Linked DNA regions of Mus musculus: region 2 is linked to region 1. The links are chromatin contacts, called in public HiChIP or PLAC-seq maps. All regions are on one chromosome and are shown on one strand. The core of a region is the stretch at or near the end of the contact, and the rest is flanking DNA. Distances in the headings are between cores, read along the strand shown.

Evidence for each region. HiChIP or PLAC-seq counts read pairs in DNA pulled down with a chosen protein or histone mark.
Region 2: an HNF4G HiChIP or PLAC-seq map of pancreatic cancer cells shows a contact between it and region 1. The contact joins two enhancer-like sites. A contact is called at or near these places in 1 of 39 promoter capture datasets (embryonic stem cells), 1 of 484 Hi-C or Micro-C datasets (the G1E-ER4 cell line) and 1 of 115 datasets of contacts at active chromatin or transcription factors (pancreatic cancer cells).

The regions. Positions count from the first base shown.
Region 1 is chr4:135,166,117-135,172,905 of GRCm38.p6, forward strand. It overlaps Runx3 (runt related transcription factor 3), which reads left to right. Exons shown (of 5, transcript NM_001369050.1): 4 at 4,993-5,142. Among named protein-coding and RNA genes, the nearest start is that of Runx3, 17 kb to the left of the region's middle. Within about 2 kb of position 3,140, at least 28 of the 459 cell types and tissues checked have an H3K27ac peak or open chromatin away from gene starts, as enhancers often do. A contact at or near this core is called in pancreatic cancer cells, where this site is marked.
Region 2 is chr4:135,672,817-135,678,883 of GRCm38.p6, forward strand. No RefSeq gene overlaps it. Among named protein-coding and RNA genes, the nearest start is that of Ifnlr1, 11 kb to the right of the region's middle. Within about 2 kb of position 3,920, at least 45 of the 459 cell types and tissues checked have an H3K27ac peak or open chromatin away from gene starts, as enhancers often do. A contact at or near this core is called in pancreatic cancer cells, where this site is marked.

The sequences.
Region 1 (6,789 bases), core at 1,890-4,389:
CGCTTCAACAAAGCTAAAAGGAAGCCATAGTAGGCAAAGGGTGGGCAGGGTGGGAGGGCTTCCTGGTTGAGGTTCAGTCCTGAAAGGGCGGAGGGGGCATAGCAGTGTGACCTCTCAGGACCTGGTATGGGCAGAGAAAATGGCCCAGTGCTATACCTGGGCCTTGGAGACAAGTGAAGGGCGGTGCCATCCTGGCCTCCAGGTGTGGGGAAGCTGAGAACAGGATGCTTGGGTCCAGAGAGACAGCCACTCCTGGTCATCAGTGCCCCCAGAGCCTGGGAGCACCCAAGGAAAGCCTGGCAGATCTGAGAGAGCCCGCCCAAGAGAAGGGAAAGGGTTAACCTCAGACCTCCCAACTCCCCTAATCAGGCCCAGGCCTGGAAGCCCCAGTTGCAGCCCTGGGCGGGAGCCTGCTACCTCCCTGCCACTGGCCCTCTGCCAGCCAGCTTCCCTGCCCAGCCACCACTGGTTTTCATCTGCTCACAGGGGGCCAATTCACAGCAGACCACCCCAGGCCCGGCACCCGCCTGCCATCCGAGCGGCTGATCCGAGTCCGGTGTAAATCTCCCCACAGGCCGCAGAGCAAGCCGCGGCAGCAAGCGCACAGTGGCTGCTGTGTGTGTGGGTTGCAGGCTACAGGGAGGCTGCTGGGAAACTCTGGACCAGCCCAGGGTCTGATGGCTGGGGACTCACCTTGTTCTCAGGGCCCTACCCGACTGTGCCTCTCTCTTTCTCTCTCTCTCTCTCTCTCTCTCTCTCTCTCTCTCTCTCTCTCTCTCTCGCTTTCTCCCTCTTTCTCTCTCTGCAATCTACCTCCTGCCTCTTTGAGGCTAGACATGGAGCTGGCCTCTTGCCAGCCAGAGCCCAGCTCTCCTCTGTCTGAGTCGGAGGCGCTCTGTAGGCTAGGCGGCTCACTCCAGGTTTTAGGATCACCTTGTGACCTCCGCCTTGCGCCTTCTCTTTCCCGCTGTGAGACTTGCAGGGGGCAGGGCGGCTGAGAGGGGAAAGGGAGCTTTTCGGAGGGTTGTGGCCTTAAGGTTATATGTGTGGTCCACCCGGCACAGGGATCCCAGCCTCCTCCTGCCCCACCTGCCACAGACAGGAACTAATCCTGGCAGAGGCTCGCTTGGCTCACGAGACACCAGGAAGTCTGGCAGGTGGAGGGACCCATGTTAGCTTGGTTGGGAGCAGTAATGAAGTCCCAACTGGATTATTTATGTATCTTTAGGAAATCTCCCAGTCTAAAGCCTTGGACCCGTGTCACCTGCCTGTGGGGTTCACTAATGGCTTAGCTCTGCTCAATGGGAGCTGTTGACCCAGGAGTGGGAATCAGGTCAAAGCAGGGTTGTCACCTCCTGTGAAGTTCAGAGCCTGCGGGGCTGTGTACTGCTTAGGTCTGACTCCACCCTTAGGGAGAAGGGAGGCAGCGTTAAGCTTTTTAATCCCCATTTTATAAAAGGAACAGCGGAAACCTAGTGGGAATCCGAAACATTGGCAAGGCTACCACTGCATGATGGCTGTCTTCAATGGGTCCGGGGCCACTGGAGTGTGCTGGCTGAGGTCTGCCTCCCACGGGCAGGGTCCCAGGCACTCGCTGTGATCAGACTCCCTGCTTGAAGCCCTTCTCCAGGCATCCTTCTCCCCAGGAGGACTCTATTTTGACCAGATCATCTAGCCCTGGGGCCAGGGGAGGGATTACAATAACAACCACTTGACAGACAGGGAAACTGAGGCCCAGAGGAAAGCCAGTTAGTCTGCAGTGGTTGTGTGCTTGGGACTCAGCCCTGAGTTTCAAAGCAAGGCAGAACCCTTCTGGGGTCTGCTGAGACCCTGTGTCCTAGTTAGGGTTTCTGTTGCTTTGATAAAACACCATGACCACAAGCAACTTGGGGGAGGGGGCGGACTTATCTTACAGCTCTTGGGCCACACCCATCACTGAGGGAAGTCAGGGCAGGAGCTGAAGGCTGGAGCCTGCAGGCAGGAGCTGAAGCAGAGGCCATGGAGAAACTGCTGCTGACAGGCTTGCTCCTCCTCAAGCCAGTCAGGTGGAGTGTGTGTGACCTGGGAGTTACAACTCTTTCCTTCCCTTTACTTTTTGGTCCCAGTGCTTGATCTCAGCAATAGAAAGTAACTAAGACACCCAGTCCTGTTCCTCTGCTCATGCCCCTCCCACTGCGTGCAGAGAGCACTCTGGGCTGGGCCCCAACGCCATAAAGAGTCTCGCAACCAGGCCCCTTCCTGAGATGGGCTTCTGGGAGAGCAGCGACCAGTTGTCTTATATCAACTGTCAGTCCAGCAGTGGCTCTTCCCAGCCTCAGTGTTTCCACCTGTACAATGGGGGCGTGTTGGTTCTTGTCAGGCTGGGTGCAGCAGGAGGCCGAAGCTGCCTCCTCTCTTTCCACTGGGGGCTGGAAGCCAGTTGGACCAATGCAAACTTCTTGTGATTTTTTTAAATCAGTGACTCTCCAAGGGAGGGGACATAGGTGAGCAGGTTGTGGAGGCTGGGGGGAGGACTACCACTGAGGCAGGAAGCACAGAGGGGCAAGACACGTGTGGGTGAGGGAGCCAGGCAGCTCCATGCTCTCGCTGTGGGAAAAAGAATGAAAGGCTTTTTCTGCGGCCACCGCCTCCCCGGGGCACCGGCCAGGCATCCTTGCTTCCGTTCAGTTCTGCTCCCAGCATGAGAGCCTCAGCCTCGTGGCTCTGAGACTCTCTGGCGCCCTGGCCATGTGGGGTCAGCAGACTCCCCTCTGCCCCTCCCTGGCAATGGCTTCGGGACTGCACAGGCACAGGAAGCATTCCTGGCGGTGTCCTCTCTTCCAGGGAGCCTGCCCTTTACCACAGGAGAGTAATGGGCAAGACACTGGGTCCCTGGAGTTAGGGATCTGGGCCGGCTTCCTAGTCGCCACCCTGGTCTCAGTGTCCTGGTGTGTCCTCTGCCTCCCCTGTGGTCAGTGTGTTAGGGGTGGTGCTTGTAGCTCAGGGTAGATGTGTGATGCGTGAGCTCCAGGTTATACCTGTTGGGGCCCACCCTTGAGCCCACAGTTACCCCGCGCCTACCTTCCTGCTGGCCATAGGAACTGCTGCAAACACAGTATACTGTGACTCAGAGTTCAGCGGGCGAGGACAATGACAACAGGCCTGAGGTTTTGCACCAGCATCCGCGTGGCCCCATTGGCTGCCTTAGAGCTGTGGTTGACTGAGACACCCAGTTCCTTGCACCCAAGCTGACTGCTCAGCCCTCAGCCTCCGTCCATCCGGTAGGCTTCCTGCCTGTTGAGATGCCTTGGACTTCATGGTCCCTGGCATCTCCAGTAGCCTCAGAGCTGCCCTTTGGCATTTCCACTGAGCCAGAAACAACATGAGAGCATCGTGACCCTAGCCAGGCATCCTCAGTGAGCCACAAGCCCCTCCTTCTGCCCAGTCCCTAGCCATCTTGCCTGTCTTATTGCAGACTTTCAGGGGTTGGGTAGTTGTGGGGAGGTTGGAGGAGGCAGGCCTTAGAGTCTGCAGCCAGCGACAGGTGCCCCCAGGCCACACCTTCCCCTTCACTTTCTAGAGCCTTGGAGTGGTGACAGCTGCTGCCAAGCAAACCACTGGACTTGGCTGGTGCCTCGTGAGAGGACAGCAGGGTTCCCTAGCTGTTGGCCACCTGCTGAACTGTGCCTTCCGGGACCTCCCGCTCAGTTTCTGAGGCAGTCCTGAGCTAGGGTCTGGGCATTGGGCAGAGATGCCAGACAGGAGGTGTGAGCTCATATGGACCCAGAAGGAGGCACTCAGATGGCTGTATATTGAGGAGAGGATCGAGAGGCAGCTACACCCCTAGGAAATGTGACAGGCAGGCTCAAGGGACATCCAATAATGTTGCTCTCTGTGTCATACTAGGGTAGCTAGGTTGGTCAGGGCCAGGTGACCAGAGCTCCCTCCCACAGCCTCACGTCCTCACAGGAGTGCATGAACTGTGGGATCCATGGAGTGTGGAGATCTGCATGCCACCCCTGGGGGCTTCTCCCGACTCCTTGGCAACCTGACTGCCTGAGACATTCTTCCAGGGAGCCAGGGTGGCAGTGAGGGCATTTCTGAGAGGCTAGTCGTTGTCCCCACCTCATAGGTGAGGACACTGAGCTTCCGGGATTGTCACTCCAGGAGAAAGTGGCACAGTCATACACACCCTCTCTAGAAAGTTCCATCAATGTCGTCTCCCTCTGTGGTTTCCATTCACATGAACCCAAAGAGCGGCTGAGAGGAGAAACTTGAAAGCCGATGGGCACAGGCCCTCACTGACAAGGGGTCTCTGCAGCCAGGGCTCAGTTCTGTTTTAGAAACTCGGTGTGTTGTTTGAGAAGTGAAAGATGGGTGACTGGGAGTGCTCGTGGCACTTAGTGACACTCCAGGTGTCCTCGTCCAGGTGTCTTCGGCCCTCAGCAGGTGCACAGCCAGCCTGGGACTCCTGTGTGCACTGTGTCTGGGCAGGGACCAGAAGCCTGTATACCCCCTAATACCACACCTCTACCCTCCTTCCTAAGGCCTCAAGGGGAGACAAGCTTGAGGGTAGCTAGGTTGGTCAGGGCCAGGTGACCAGAGCTCCCTCCCACAGCCTCACGTCCTCACAGGAGTGCATGAACTGTGGGATCCATGGAGTGTGGAGATCTGCATGCCACCCCTGGGGGCTTCTCCCGACTCCTTGGCAACCTGACTGCCTGAGACATTCTTCCAGGCCTGTTGCCTCAGTATTCTCACCTGTCAGACCACGTTGGGGAGGTAGTTCAGAGGTTAACATCACAACTTGCCGGTCCAATCAGAGCTCTGAGTGTGATGTTAAGAATGACCATTCTTCTGAGGAGAGATCAGGCAGTCTGAAGTGGCACATAGCTATGATCCCTGTTCTGTACAGAAAATCAGAGTTCCACAGAGACCTAAGCTAGACTCCAGGAAGAACTTCCTAGCAGGACAAGGCATTATAGTGGCTGATGGACTCCCCATGCTCCACAGGGCACCGGCAGAAGATAGAAGACCAGACCAAGGCCTTCCCCGACCGCTTTGGAGACCTGCGCATGCGTGTAACACCAAGCACACCCAGCCCCCGTGGCTCTCTCAGCACCACGAGCCACTTCAGCAGCCAGGCCCAGACCCCAATCCAAGGTACGGAGGAGCAGAGACCCTTGGGGAGCGGGCAGGGCGGTGGATAAGGATCCAGGATGCAGTCCATCTATCCCAGGCCAAGTCCCTGGGGAAGATGGATCCCCCACTGTTTATCGGTGGACAGCTGGGGCAGTCTGCAGTCTACACTCGCAGGTCTCCCGAGGGCTTCTCTGTACCAGGCCTTTGCCCACTCCCTCATCAAATGTTCACTGACTCATGCACAGTGCCTGACCCCGGGATGAGTGGGAACAGATGTGGCCATCCCTCCCTCTGAAGTTTATTAGTCCACGGGGACGCGAGGGCAATCCTGCGGTGTCCATAGAGCCATGGCAACTGTGTCCCCACTGTACACACAGCCCTACTACCTCAGCTCTCTCACAGTGAGGAGAGATAGGGTGAGGCTATCTCTTCCCACTGCTGGGTGTTAGTCACACCAGTAGCTTTGATAAAGGATGGCAGTGCTGCTTAGCTCAGTCTCCCCATCTAGAGTGACACAAACAGAGAGCCCTGGGGTCAGCGGCTGCCCCAGTCGCACAGATGAGGAAGCTGGGCTGCAAGCAAATCTCCCATTGGCCCCGCATGGGGCAGGTGCCTGGCCAGCCCTATGGCCGGCCTCATACTTCTGTTAGGAGCCAGAGACAGGAGGCTAAATGTAGCTGGCTCAGGTCAGTCAGGGGCAGATGCCAAACCACAGAGGCCTGAGGGCTAGCTGCTGCCCGGTGTGGTACCTGTCCCTTCTGATCACCAGTGCTGGCTCAGGGCCACTGTGGCACATGATTCAGTAGAGGCTGAAGCAGGTCGGGGCCTTCTGGTGGCTGAGTCTAATGTCTCCCTGGCTTGTCCTTAGGTGGGCCTGAGAGTGACCTGAACATTAGGATCAGAGTGGGCTATATGCTGGTACCTCTGTCACCTACCATCTGCCCTTCTCCACACTGGTCATTCCATGGGGGTCAGGCACTGCTGGGAAAATTATTATCCATGTGTTCTGTGCATGACACAGTGTCAGAGGCATAGTGCCACCATCTCTCCATGTGCCAGGAAGCTAGCCCAAGGTAAGGCTAGGCCCTGACCCCAGCATGCCTGAACCCATGGGCTTGTGAGTTGGAGATTTGGCATTTGAGCCCCAGGCCCTTTAGATAAGTGTTCAGCATCTCCCTCATGCTCAGCTCCAACCAGGAGTTTGTCCTTATGTCACCCCCTCAGGCCAGCACCTACAGAGCCTGGCTTAGAAGGGATGGGGTCTAAGCCAGGGACACCCCAGAGGCCAGCAGGTTCCTGTCCATTGGTTCTCATGAGAGAAGAATGCATGTTTGCTCTGTCACAGTGAGAGTGTGGTATTTGGACTGTGTGCTCCCAGGAGCCGGAATGAGCTTCCACACAGCCCTGGTCCTCACCTAGCTAGTATGGCATGGATGGCCAGTCCTTCTCTTACTGAACCCTGACATGGGATTCTTCAGCCAATGATAGCTCCAACCGGCGCTTTGGTGTTTAGGAGAGGGTCCTGGATGCCCTGGGGAAGAAGCAAACTCTCGGCCATCTTGTCAACCTGACCGGTTCTAGCCCTGCCTCGCACTGGCTGTGTGATCTTAGGCAGGTCGCCTAACTTCTCTGAGCCTGTGTTTTCTCATCCACAAAGTGAAGAGGCTC
Region 2 (6,067 bases), core at 2,670-5,169, 510 kb after region 1:
CAAGACAAGGATTCTCTCCCCCCTGGAACCCAGCCCAAGCTCTCCCTGCCTTTCCTCATCGACCCCGGACTACATCCAGCCCGCAGGCCCCCAATCAGTTCTTTCGCAGCATCCAGCCGAGTCTGGGTGTCCAAGAGCTCGGGAACCAGACGACCCCAGCCTCCTTGCAGGCCTGGGGACCCCCGAGCCAGCTCCAGCAGTCCCTGGGGACCTCAGACTGCGCCCCCCCCCCAAGCAGTGTCCAACGGCTTTTCATAGCCCGATGCCTGCGGGGCGCTGTGGGGTAAGCGCAGTCAAAACTTCCCGCGGCCTGAGCCCCGATTGGATGTGGGACACCCCACTAACCCAACAGCCCTTGACAAAGACTCAGGGTGCAGATTTACCTTCAGCCTAGCTGTAGACAGCGAACAAAGGACACGGAGAAAGAAGTGTATACTTAGGAGCTGCTCTGGAAGCAGTGGGTACTGAGAGGGGGAAGAAAGAATCCGCGACTCTGCAGGCCACCGTGCCTCTTCCTGTCCACTCATTCTCAGTCCAACAGAACCTACTCTGTTTGTTTCTTACTTATTTGCAAAAATTTGGTGGTTGTTACTTTTGGACGAAAATTCCAGCCACCCGGAGACAGACAGACAGACAGACCATCACACACGGTACATGAGAGCAGGAATCAGAAGTAAGTGTTCTTAAAGTGTGAGGACTGATCTAGCCTCAGGCTGGGGCTCTTGACGAATTAGCAATCCCCAAGTGTGGTGACATCAGGTCACTGGAGGAGACTTCTGTGAACAAGGTTGGTGTGGACAGTCACATCAGTTGTTTGTCCACACAGCATCTTCCAGCCCACTATAGCTACTAGCTAGACTGACCAATGAAGGCAGCCCATCCTTCTAGTCACACAGATTGGTTAGGGGCACGTGTTCCAAATCAGCCAATCAGAAACTTTCTCTGCCAGACCGCCCTCCAAGGCCCCCACCTTAGCCACACCCACCTTTGAAATTCCCAGTGTGGTGGATTGTAGAATTTATGTTTTGCCTAAGGTGGTTTGAGGTACACCCTTCTTCATGTACCTCACCAGCTGCAGAACTTGCTGTTTATATGTGGAGTGTGTGTGGTATGTATGTGTTCACGTGTATACTGGCGAATGTGCTTGTGCGAGTGCATATGGAAGCCAAATGCCGAGGTCCAATGTCATCCTCAATAGTTTTCCACTTCATGTTCTGAGACAAAAGTCTCTCACTGAACTTGAAGCTCATTGATTGGCTAGCCTGGAATGATTGGCTAGCCTGGCCAAAAAGCTGAGACGATGTAAGTGAGGACGTTTTTAGGAGATTATGAGGTGGTAAAGTGACCCCCTTTCCCTTCCAAATCATAGTGGTCCAGATCTTCCTGTTACAGTATGCCTTCCCATGATCCTCTGGAAAAGTGCACAGGTGGTGGTGGTGGTGGTGGGAACAACATTGTATCATGTATCAATGTGACAATGTATCATGTAGGGCACAGAGGGTAATGGCTGGGGCTGTCAGTGTGACAGAATACAAGATCACCTAGGAGATTTTAGTGCCTCTGGGCATCCCTATAGAGAATTATTTTGATGACAGTAATTAACGTGGGAAAGGCCACCTTATTGTGTGGGGGATGGCTTGGGGGACAGGGGATCTTGGACTGTAAAAGATGGAGAAAGCAAGTCCAGTGCTTGTATGGATGCTTCTATCCCTCTCTGCTTCCTGCCTTCTTATGCCGTGACCCGCTGCTATAAGCTCTTGGACTTACTTCCCTGACAGAACTGACTTACCTTCAACTGTGAGCCAAAATACACCCTTGTAGGGCATGTGGATTGTGCCACCAGATGGGCACTGGATTGGTGAGGTGGAGCATGCTCAGACCGCAGGAATCTCAGAGATTTAAGATGGTGGGAGTAGGGCTGCCTGCTCTCTATGTCCATGTTTGCTCTTGTTATGCCCAGTTCTTGGGAACCCCAGGAGACCGCCAGAAATCGTGCCACCGATGTAAACACAGAGTCTAGACCCAGATCGGATCACAGCCTTCCTTGCTCTGCAGGTTAGAAATGAGGGGCTCAGGGTATATATGGGGCTCTCGAGCCCTGGTGTTACATGATTGGGCAGAGGATGAAGGAATACCATCCTTCAGGACCAATAATGTTTGTTCAGACATGCAGCTGAAAAAGGACCTTTTTGACCTGGGAAGAAATAACTTGTTATAAATTGCCCTGTTTGTATTTTGATGCTAATTCCACTTCCCCAAGAGAGGCTGCCTCGGACAAGGAGTGAATCACAAACTCACGTGACTTCATGTGAACGTTCTCCCCATTTTATCTTGTAAAATAAAGGCTAGAACTGGTGATTGGGCAGTGGAAGGGAAAGGTGGAGCTGAAAGTTTTAGAGAAAGGGAGAGAAAGGAGGAGGGGGAGAGCGGAGAGGAAGGAGAGAGAGGAAGCCGGAAGAGGAGGAGGTGGAAGGAAAATGGAGCAGAAGCACGTGGCCTAGAGAAACCGCAAGTGGCAGGGATCTCATAGCTGGGGGATAGAGTAGTGCAGTGGTGATCGGCCCAATCTAGGTGCGCAGCTTGTATCCATATGAATTGTGTTTTCCTTGCACGGGCTTATTTGGGTTGGAGATTTACCACAATAACTCACTCCCTTATGGGAGGCTAGTGGAGTTTTACAAACCCATCACAGCTGTCTGGGAACACCTAATTGCCTCTTTTCCACAGCTCACGAGTGGGGGGCGTGATGACTTCAAGGAATTTCTGTCTCTTTCAAAGGCAGGAGTCATCTGCGTCAGGGAAGTGCTGGCTGTTAGATGTAACTGGAGAGAGAGTGCAGCCAGGGGTTAAGGCTGAGAGGGAGGCTAGGACAGGCAGCCTTTTGTTTGCCCTCTTCAAAGGCAGGAGGCATCTGGACTGGGGCAGGCAGAAAGGGGGTTGGGGGGAAGCTACCTTGGTTCTTCACTCTGCATCATGTAACCACCATCCTCAACTAAGGTGACCACAGTCAAATAACACAGCCCCTGGAACACCTCCTCCAGCTAAATGAAGCGATAAATGACCTCCCTTCCTAAATATTCTCATGCCCCTCCCCAAAATTATATACTCCCCAGTTCACTCTGAATAAGACTTATGCATTCATCCACTGCCAACAAAGAAATATGAGCAAACTAAGATTGTCTCAGAGAGCTGCTTCATTGAAGATCGCCATTGGGAAGGCCTTTCTTCACCTAAGCTAGCTGAAACACTAAGCCTCCTCCTTCTTCTCTCTTCTCCCAGTTCTCTGCACTTGGCACTCACTCTTAACCAGACTGGGATCTTACTGGTCCTGGGGCCCCCGACCTCCCCTTCTGGCCGGGTGGACACAGGCGCTCTAACACCGGATGGGAGGCTCCACTGAGGACCACCTTCCGGACTTTGCCCCGTCTTCCCCGAACCGGTATATTTGTGGCCTCCGGATACCTCCAGAGGAGAGGCAGACCACAGGACCAACAGCCCTTTCTCCTTTAAGCTGCTTTTGTCGGGGTGTTGTATCATCTGAGAAAGAAGAAAAGAAATGATGGTATGCATGTGCAGCAGTTGGGGGGGGGGGGGGAGCAAAAAACCAAAACCCGCCCTGGTGCTGTAGTGTCTGATATAGCAGGGACAATCAAACTTCAGCCTCAAGGATAGTTACCCACTACAGGGTCTTCTGACCTGGCCACAGTTTCCTGGGTCTCTCATATATAACTCCTTACCTACCTGATATCAAACGAGAGCCTATTAAATCTCAGCCATGGGAGGAAGTGTGACCTCGAAGACTTTCTGATACTGAGGTTTAATGAGTCATAAGCCAAATTCGGCTCAGTAAATATTGAGTGGTGCATGGGCCAGCCAGAAGCCAAGAGGAGGACTAAGTGACTGGAGTATGTGGAATGTTCCTGACCGAGCCCCAGTCAATAAAAGTTTTCTTGTTCACTGCTCAGTGGACTGCTGCTGTGTGCCAGGCCTTGTCATTGAGGCCGTATTAAGGAGGGGAATTCTTTTTTTGTTTGTTTGTTTGTTTGTTTGTTTTTTCAAGACAGGGTTTCTCTGTATAGTCCTGGCTGTCCTGGAACTCACTTTGTAGACCATGCTGGCCTCGAACTCAGAATCTGCCTGCCTCTGCCTCTGGAGTGCTGGGATTAAAGGCGTGAGCCACCACGCCCGGCTAAGGAAGGGAATTCTTAAAAGCACACACAAAAGTAATTTCTCTTATGATAACAGTTTATCCCCCAAATCCACATCGCCCCGAACGCAGTGGCTTTGGGAAATGAGGCTAAATGGGGGTGTTCAGGTTGTGTGGGCTTAGCCCTCACGAACAGGTTTCCAGTCACCATAAAAATGGCTTTCGTGCGGAAGATTCTTCCCTGCTCTTCTCCACCTGAGAGCAGAGTGTGCCTTAAAGCAAGATGCTGCCACGCTGGCCTTGGCCTTCCCAGAGAAACAGATTTCTGTTCTTTAGAAGTCACCTGCTATTAAAGTTTGAATCTAATATGACTCGGGGCCCTTAGCGTCCTGATTTTTTAGTTTGGTTGGGTTAGGTTTGGGATGATAGCCGTTGTTAAGACAGGAATCCATGTAGCCCAGGCTGCCCTATAACTCACTATGTAGTCACAGAGAACCTGTTCCTTCTGTCTTCATTTCCTGATATCTGGGGTTACAGCCATGAGCCACTGTGCTTGTCTCATGGCATTCTGGGAAATCTAATCCGGCGCTTCATCATAGTAGACACGCACTCTACTGCCTGACCCCCAACCCCAGGCTTCAGGGTTATGGTTTGAATGTCCAGCTCTCAGGTTTTGGTGCTGTTCTGGTGGCTATGGAGTCTTTGGCTCCAAGATCTGGCTGGAAGGAATAGTTCACTGGAGATGGGCCCGTGGTTCTGAGCCATTTCTCTGCTTCCTGGGATGCCAACATGTGTGTGGCTCCTTGCCCACAGCGCATGCTCTCACCACCATTACCCACGGCTCGTGCTCCCACCACCGTGAACAGACACCTCGTCACACTCCTGTTCCCACAGACAGGGTTATTCTACCTTTTCTTCTAAGCTGAACTGAAGTGGGTCTCAGAGACCCTGAGCTCAAATAAACCCTCCTTCCTTCAAGTTGCTTCTTCAAGGTATTTGTCGTGGGTATTATTAGAAAAACAACCTGCCTAGTTTGTGGGATTCTGCTCCCAGTATACAAAGCACAAGTCAATAGAGAGCAAACTAAAGCCAAGGTCAGAGAAGGCTCCCGAGGAAGAAGCAAGAATAGGTGTTGACTGTTTGACAAAAAGGCGGGGGAGGGGTAAACCAGGGAGAAAATTCTGGGCACAGATAATAAATAGTATTAGACAAGACTAAAGACAGGAGCAAAAAGGGGGACCTTTGTGACTCTGGCTGGAACAGAGATCCAGAGGGGAACTTGTGGGGTAGGCTGAGGCCTTTTGGCTACTGGGAGGTTATCTCGAAGCTCTTTATGGACTGGAGACTTTCCAGGTAACTTTCCAAGGAGACTTCTAGGCCTAGGATAGAGTCTGTTCTAAATGGGTAAGTGAGATGGCACCACAGGTGGAAGGTGTTCTTTCCTGTGACCCAGCAGTGTGCCGGGGTGGCTCACACAAGCCCTGGAGCGACTTGTACCCCATGACCTAGTGCTTCAAGGAAGCCACAGACTGGCTGTTCATACCCTGAGACTGGCTGTCCATACCCTGAGACTGGCTGTCCATACCCTGAGACTGGCTGTCCATACCCTGAGACTGGCTGTCCATACCCTGAGACTGGCTGTTCATTCTCTGAGACTGGCTGTTCATTCTCTGAGACTGGCTGTTCATTCTCTGAGACTGGCTGTTCATTCTCTGAGACTGGCTGTCCATACCCTGAGACTGGCTGTTCATTCTCTGAGACTGGCTGTCCATACCCTGAGACTGGCTGTTCATTCTCTGAGACTTGCTGTCCATTCTCTGAGACTGGCTGTCCATACCCTGAGACTGGCTGTTCATTCTCTGAGACTGGCTGTTCATTCTCTGAGACTGGCTGTTCATTCTCTGAGACTGGCTGTCAATA